Linked DNA regions of Mus musculus: region 2 is linked to region 1. A link is a contact called in public Hi-C data. All regions are on one chromosome and are shown on one strand. Each heading gives the region's core, a stretch centred on a gene start, on an enhancer-like site or on the middle of the called end of the contact. The rest is flanking DNA. Distances are from core to core; before and after follow the strand shown.

The links. Hi-C and Micro-C count contacts between places; a contact is called where the count stands out from the background.
Region 2: a Hi-C map of cortical neurons shows a contact between it and region 1, with 2.8 times the contacts expected there. The contact joins two enhancer-like sites. A contact is called at or near these places in 1 of 15 datasets of contacts at CTCF or cohesin (embryonic stem cells) and 5 of 484 Hi-C or Micro-C datasets (the N1E-115 cell line, cerebellum, cortical neurons and 2 more).

Annotation. Positions count from the first base shown.
Region 1 is chr16:89,772,748-89,776,385 of GRCm38.p6, reverse strand. No RefSeq gene overlaps it. Among named protein-coding and RNA genes, the nearest start is that of Gm52239, 20 kb to the left of the region's middle. Within about 2 kb of position 2,380, at least 66 of the 459 cell types and tissues checked have an H3K27ac peak or open chromatin away from gene starts, as enhancers often do. A contact at or near this core is called in cortical neurons, where this site is marked.
Region 2 is chr16:89,942,971-89,946,787 of GRCm38.p6, reverse strand. The region is part of intron 2 of Tiam1 (T cell lymphoma invasion and metastasis 1); the gene reads left to right. Among named protein-coding and RNA genes, the nearest start is that of Tiam1, 16 kb to the left of the region's middle. Within about 2 kb of position 2,562, at least 43 of the 459 cell types and tissues checked have an H3K27ac peak or open chromatin away from gene starts, as enhancers often do. A contact at or near this core is called in cortical neurons, where this site is marked.

The sequences.
Region 1 (3,638 bases), core at 1,131-3,630:
ATGCTACCCCCAAATATGATGCCTTGTCACACTGAGTATCTTAAGCGGAAGGGTCTGGAAACAGGTGCAGGAAAAGCTCCTTGTTTCCCCCCTTTTCCTTTGAAGCAGGTCGGAAGATGCTCACAGGAAAGGCTCTCTCCCTGCACAAGAAGATGGAGAGCAGAGGCGAGAGGAACAGTTTGTGTTTGTTTGTTTTTGAGACAAGCTCGTCCTTGGTAACCCAGACTGGCCTCAGACTCATGGTAGTTTTCCCTGCCTCAGTCTCTGGAGTGTTGTGATTATAGGCACAGCCCACCATACCTGACAGGCAAGCAGCCAGGCCCCTAAGAGGAAGGGATGCCAAGGGGAATCTGAAGAAATGGGCATCGCCAAGATGCTCTCGGGGGGCTAGCCTTAGCTCGTACCCATCTGTCTCATCACACTTCCCCTTGGCTTCCATTCTCCACCCAGGCTGAGCCATTTCTTGAGGTCTCTGTTTCCTTACAAACACTCCTCTGCCACGAAAAACTTACACATGTCTATATATAACTCTTGTCAAGCTGTCTTGTTAGTTTAATTTATCAAAAGCCCCAGGCATAGAATTTAAAGTGGACTAGAAGAAAAAAAAATCCTTTTCTAGCCTAGAAAAGAGATGGGAGGAATAAGGATTTTAAGGATATAGATTCCCAGAAATTCTGTTATTTCCCTGATTAATTCCACATTGTATTTCTGTATCTATCTATCTATCTATCTATCTATCTATCTATCTATCTATCATCTATCTATCATCTATCTATCTATCTATCTATCTATCTCTATCTATCAGGATGAGGTCTCACGTAGAAGCCCAGGTTAACCTTGAACTCATGGCAATCCTCCTGTCCCAGCTTCTCAACTTCCAGAATTATGTATGTTCGAGTCACCACATCTACCATGTTTTCTGATTTTACTCCCTAAATTTGTAACTAATAACTCTTTGCTTGTGTTAAATAAAAATTGGTAATAATTAAAACAATGGGAACCCTGCTTAGTTATTCTTTAGCATTCTTCAGAATGTACCCAAAAAGGCATCCTTCTTCAGCAGATTCAAATTACCCTGTAGCCATAAAACATCCCCTTGAGACATATTTCCTAGTGTTTATAAATAGTTTTCTTGAGTGTTCTTCACAATAAAGTCCCTAAGCATTTGCTGAAGAAGTGGGTTCCAATACATTTGACCATTTTGATATTGACAACGCAAAGGAGCCCTCTCTCTCTCTCTCCCTCTCTCTCTCTTCCTCTCTCTCGCTCTCTCTCCCTCTCTCTCTCTGGCATCCATATCATGCATTTCAAAACTCCTTGTTCTCATCTTTCATTCATCTCTCTTCAACTATCCAGTCGATGCATGTGCCCAATACCCCTATCTTCAAATGAGAGGAGAGAAAAAGGGCTCGTAAGAAATGGAAGCTTAGCCGGGCATGGTGGCACACGCCTTTAATCCCAGCACTCGGGAAGCAGAGGCAGGTGGATTTCTGAGTTCGAGGCCAGCCTGGTCTACAAAGTGAGTTCCAGGCCAGCCAGAGCTATACAGAGAAACCCTGTTTCGAAAAACCAAAACCAAACCAAAACACACACACACAAAGAAATGGAGGCTTTTGCCGGCAGTGATGGAGGAAGACCACCCAGAGATACAATACCGCTCAGCAAATGCGCATATCAAACCAGAACGTGCTTCCATTGGCTATAACAGGACCTGCCTGTTATATGCGAACCCGGCTTCTTTCAAACAACAAAGGGAATTTCTAGTCTCTAAGAAGGCTAAGTTAGTGTTTCTTTTACGGGTTTATCCGTGTAGGATGGATAACAGCATGCTGCGTGGGAAGCCTTTCTCCCAAACAACTACGTGAACCCTGCCTGCCCCCTGGTGGAGATCTGTAGGATAGTCCTAGATTTCTCTGCCGGTGAAGAACTGAAGCTAGCTTAGCAATTAGGCAGCGAGGGTCCAGTGCTGAGAGAGCCAACAGAGCAAGAAGCATCAGACTTTGGCGGGAATCTGCCCCCGCCCCCAAGGTGGTCCTGGAGCCTCTTGCTTTGGGTTAAGATGGGAACGTCGCTGTGTTTAAAGGCATGCAGTTGATTGTAATGTGCCAGTTGGATTCAATTTCCCTCGAAAATCCATCGTTTAACTGAAACCCTGGCAGCGAAGTGCTCGGCACTGGTGTTTGCTTTAATGCAGTAAGGAAGTTTTAGGGATCCTCACGAGTTGGCTGCTGCTGCTATAACTGGACGAACCATGGATTTGCCTGATTTTGGAGGGAGTGAGAGGATCGTGTTCTGCCTCTCCCCACCCCTGCCCCTTTGCTTTGGTCCAACATAACCCGGTTGGCTTCAGGCAGGTCCCTCCAAATTGTGCGCGAGGACGCCTCTCTGGTGCCCCCTCGTGATGGATCCACGAAGTGCCGCATCGTATTTAGAACTTGGAAGGATCCAGGCTGCAATTCCCTTTTTCCCTCTCACTCTAAAGAAGCGTCTGTCTGGGCTCACATACCTGCGCAGTTGGGCTTGTCTAGGGTTCAGCTTTAGGGTAGGTGCTGGGAAGACGGCTCAGGGTTTAGGAGCACTCAACGCTCTTCCAGAGGACCCAGGTTCGTTTTCCAGCACCGGCTTGGTGGTTGGCAATAGACTGTCACTCCAGTTCTGAGGACGATGGTACATTCTGGGTTCTTCAAGCACAGCATGCACACGGTGCACAGACAGATCTGCAGGCAAAGCACCCATATACATAAAATAAGTATTGAGGAGCAAGTCTCTGGTGATTGACAGCACACGCATCGACGGAACTCTCAGGGTAGCGTCTGCTCATCTCTATTTCCAGTCCTAACACTCGCCCCAAGGATTGGAGACGTAGACCTATGCCCCGAGATTGAGCAATTAGCTGCATCCGTGAAGTAAGTGAACAGGATGGTGATGCTGAGGACGGGGCTGGGTGCCCGTCAGGGGTGGGCTCCACTGGCGTGTGCAGAGGAATCCTTTAAGATGATTTGGTGAAAGGGCACGGAGTAGGGGGCGCATGAGGTGAGGTTGGATGACGCTGGGGAATTGCATCTCCAGTTTTGACCCAGAGTTCACCGTGGTGCTGTCACATTTAGAAAAGCTGTGACTCTGGTATGGACCGCACCAAGCGCCAGAGAGAACTGACAAGCTGGTGAGGACGGTGTGGATGCTAATGGACCGCATGGGAGCGGGCATCCTCACATGAAAGATGCTGATGAGGGGCATGGGAATCGGCGTCCTCACGTGAAAGATGCTGCCTGTGGTGTGGGAAAGAGAGCTCAGCCAGCGGATGCATACATTTGTGAGTGTGTGTTGTGAGTTCCTGTGTGTGCTGTGAGTTCATGTGGTGTCGCGCCCACCTCGGCCGGCAAGGAAGACACAACACGGTCGGATTCTTCTCAACAGCCTTTATTGCAGGAACACCTTGATGCTGCTACGGGGACCCCGGGAACCCAGGGAGGTCTGCTTATATGCACCCCAGCACAGGGAAAGGCTTCGTGTCCTCCTGGGATTGGTCAGTCTGTCGATGCCTAATTAGCATGCACCTGCTCGGGAGGGGTTGGCGCCAATCTCTGGTTTACACCTGCGCTGATGTTGTTTATGACAACGGCACACCAGAAACCTGC
Region 2 (3,817 bases), core at 1,313-3,812, 170 kb before region 1:
GGCTGTTAGGGACTGGGGAGCTGGGGGGGATGGATGGAGAGCTGGGGGATGGAGAGTTGATTGGGTAGTCTGGTAAATTCATGAAATGTGTTCTGCTCAACCCTGAAAATGTGCAGCTTCCAGAGTAATGAAGTCAGGGAAGGATTTGTGGTAACAATGATGTGGCACGTGGGTTCTTCCGTTTTACAGATGCCTTTCCTTAGTGGGTTATGTGGACAGAAGGGGAGGAGTCAGTTCTTAGAAAACAGAAAGTCTATGAAAAAAAAAATCTGTTCTTTGGCTACAAACCTAAAACAATCTATATAATAAAAATTTAAGGGCTGGCAGGATGGCTCAGTGGGTAAGAGCACTGACTGCTCTTCTGGAGGTCCTGAGTTCAAATCCCAGCAGCCACATGGTGGCTCACGACCATCTGTAATGGGATCCGATGCACTCTTCTAGTGTGTGTTTGAAGATAGCTGCAGTGTACTCGTATAATAAATAAATAAATAAACCAATCAATCAGTCAATCATTTGAAAAACAAGAAAAAAAAAAAAAAGAATTGTTTTTGTACCCCCAGAGTCGGGATATTTTGGTACCTTCTGTGTTAGCCAGACCTTCTGGGTTTGGGGGCGGTTAGAGTTGGTAGGGCTCTGATAGTGATTGAAAGTTCTGGAAACCTGTTCAGAGCTTTCCCTGGTCTTTGTGCCTTTTCAGGAGGAGTTTCCAGGGTCTATGTGCATAGGGCTCATGAGCATAGAACTGGGCCAGTGTGAAGATCTTCCTGCACCGCTCACTGGGAGGGCTTGTCCTTTACCGTCTGAAGCCAGCCTCCTGGTCCTCTGTGTTTACCACAGGCTTCATTCGTGTCACGCTCCAGTTCCAGACAGTGGAGATTCAGTGGGGAACAAGACTGGGAGGAATCTCTCTGCCCTCTTGTACCTGCATTGTGGTGAAGGAAGAGAGCATCCGCGCCATATGGGAGGTGACTGTGACCATGGAGATCAGAGAAGCAAGGGTTTGGAATAGAAGGGTTACACAGAGAGGACTCTTGTGGCGACACTATCAAGATGACCAGGGGCAGGGCATTGAGTTCTTCTGGTAATAAGAGGCCAGAGCGCTGGGCCTGTTATTTTCAGGGATTTTCATGGAGATCCCTGAGGCTTGGGCTCAAGGAAGAAAGTTGGGTGTGGTGTAATAGAGGCCTTTTGAGGGCTCTGGTCTAAGGGAGTCCAACCCGATTCAAGTGTTAATAGGCTCCGGAGTTGAGGGTAGACCAAGCAACTTCCTCGTTTGGACCACTGCTCCCAGCCGTCCATGTCTCTGAGCACTGATTACATTTTGTTATTGCGCACAGAACCAGATCCTCCGGTGCCATTGGGTCTGTGTTAATAAAGTTTAAGCTTCTCCAGGCATAAGCCCCTGTCTTTATAGTTGGTAAGAAAAGGGCTTTCATCATTTGAGGGGAGTTAGTTGAGGAATTCTGTAAGGAGTTCAAGGATGGATGAAAAATGCTTGAAGATAATCCACAGCTCTCTGAAGCCCAGTGTCCCTGTACCTTCCGATTGGCGAGCCGTCCCCTCCACCCTCGTCCGCCTCGCCCCTTCCAGCTCCAGGCGTGCAGCTGATCCTTCTCCACTGCACACGTCTCTTTCTGATTCTGGCAGCCGACTGGAAAGTTAACCTTCTCTCAGGAGCCTCATCTGAAATCACAGCCTGAAAACATGTGGTAGATGTCGGATGCCTTCAGAAATACAAACCTGGGGCTTTTTGGCATCTGACCTGGCTCGTCTGTTTTAAGTGGTGTGTAGTAAACTTGTCCGCAGATGTTAGTGGACCGGTCTGCTTTGAACAAAATAATAATAACGTTCACATCTGGCCCCCCTTTCATCTAGTGATCTTAAAACCCCAAGTGCGTCTTAATTGCCGGAAGGTAAGAAGGGCTAGAGGAAAATCACTGTAATAACGGCAGCAGAGACCATGGGGGGACGGCCTTTGGGGCCAGCAGAGTGACAATGACAAGCATTCTGCACCCCACCTTGCCTTTCATCTGGCCATAGAGGTTCTCTGCAAGTGTTGCCTGGTGAGAATGCCTTAGCAGACAGGTGCAGAGTGCCCTCTCACCCCAGCTTGTTAGCACTGTCCCCTCAGATGGCTTCTTCTGTTTTCTGCTTCCTCTGCGACCTCATGGGGAGTTCTGTGGCGAGGACTGGGGATGATGCCATGGCTAGTGAGGAAATTTGGTTTTCTTTCCAATCCTTTTGGTTTGATATTCAGGTAGGTAGGCAGCGCCTTTGAAATATCAGCTGCCGGTCCAGCTGCTAATAAGTGATTTTTAGTTAGTAGCCTGAGGCCTCCCTTGTACCCAGATGCCCTCCCTCCGGAACGCATCCCCTGTAAGTCGGGATAATAGAACAAGCTGGAGAGAGCCATTCCTTTCCCACAAAGGAGGCACGGGGCTTTGTCCATCAGCAGAGTCAAGCAGCACAAAAGCCATTGGGAAGTGGACCAGTCCTGTCCTGTCGTTAGCTGTGGGAAGTCCAGCTGTGGGCTGGTGGGAGGGGAGCTGGGCTCTTCCCTTTGAGATCAAGGGCTGCTGCCTGACAAGTGGAGAAAAGCACTTGGCAGGGAGTGAAGCGTATGCACACAGCTCAGAGGAGTGGGATGCTTGGGTTTTTAAACAGAAAACCTTTAGCTCCATTTACAGAACTCCCTAGCAGCTGTAGCAAGTGTGCTGTTGGTTTCACAACATAATATTCCCCTTCTTGACGGTGGTGTGTGGAAGCAAGCTACAGGAAGTATTGGAAAGGCAGGCTCTTCAGTGCTCCGGCGGATTCCTGTTTATTCTCAGTCTTCAGGGCACTAAAGGCAGACATGTATCTGTTAGCATAGGTACACGGTGGGTGAATGCTTGTTATTTTGGTTGGAGGTCCCTCCGGGACACAAGCACACTCTGTGACAAGACTGTTCTCTGAGTGTTATTGTCACATTGGTGTATTGCTCATCCCAATTTCCTTGTGCTGTGGGGGCCTCTGTTGGTGGGTTAAATAAATTAGAATGTCCCTTAAATAAATCTAGAGCAAGCCTAGAAATCTAGTCTTTGGGTAGTGAAATAAGTAGTCCCCTCCTTGCCCTGTGTTTTCTTCTCGAGCAGTCCCTTTGCTCCGGTCGATGTGGGGGAGGGGGCGAGGATGGACACTGTTGGGGACCGACTCAGAAGGTCAGGCACAGTGACAACGTGCCTTCACCAGCAGTGAGCCATCTCTAGCCTCGAGCCGGTGTTTATGCAGTACAGCTCACTTTAAAAATTCTCTCGTGGAGTGTTTGAGGGACACAGAAAAACACAGGGCGCCTCGAAATTTCAGAGGACAGAGTCTGCTGGAGGCCCAGATGCAGGCCCAAGGGCCCCTATGGAACGCGGTTTGTCCCATCTCTTTTTGCAGTTCTTTTTTGTAATCCCCGTCTCTCAGCAGTGACCCTCCGAGGTCACTTTCTATTCACAGTTCTCTATGGGATGAGGCCCCGTGAGGACGAAGGCACTGTCATCCCTTGTCACTGCACATCAGGGGTGATCCTGCTGAGCCCCGACTCCGTGTACCCCCAGTGTCATTTCCTGGCTCCTTATTATTTCAGAGACTCTTCAACTCCAGCATCCTTGGTGGAGGACACTCTTTAAAACCGTCTTGACTAATATTTTTTGACTACACTTAGAAGTATAAAGTAAACAGTATGCTGAACTATTTTTTTTTTTTTGGCATGGTAAAATATGCCCAACATAAAATTAGCCATTTTAAATGAGTGGCTGTGCAGTTATTAGCACAGCTTTCACCATCCCAG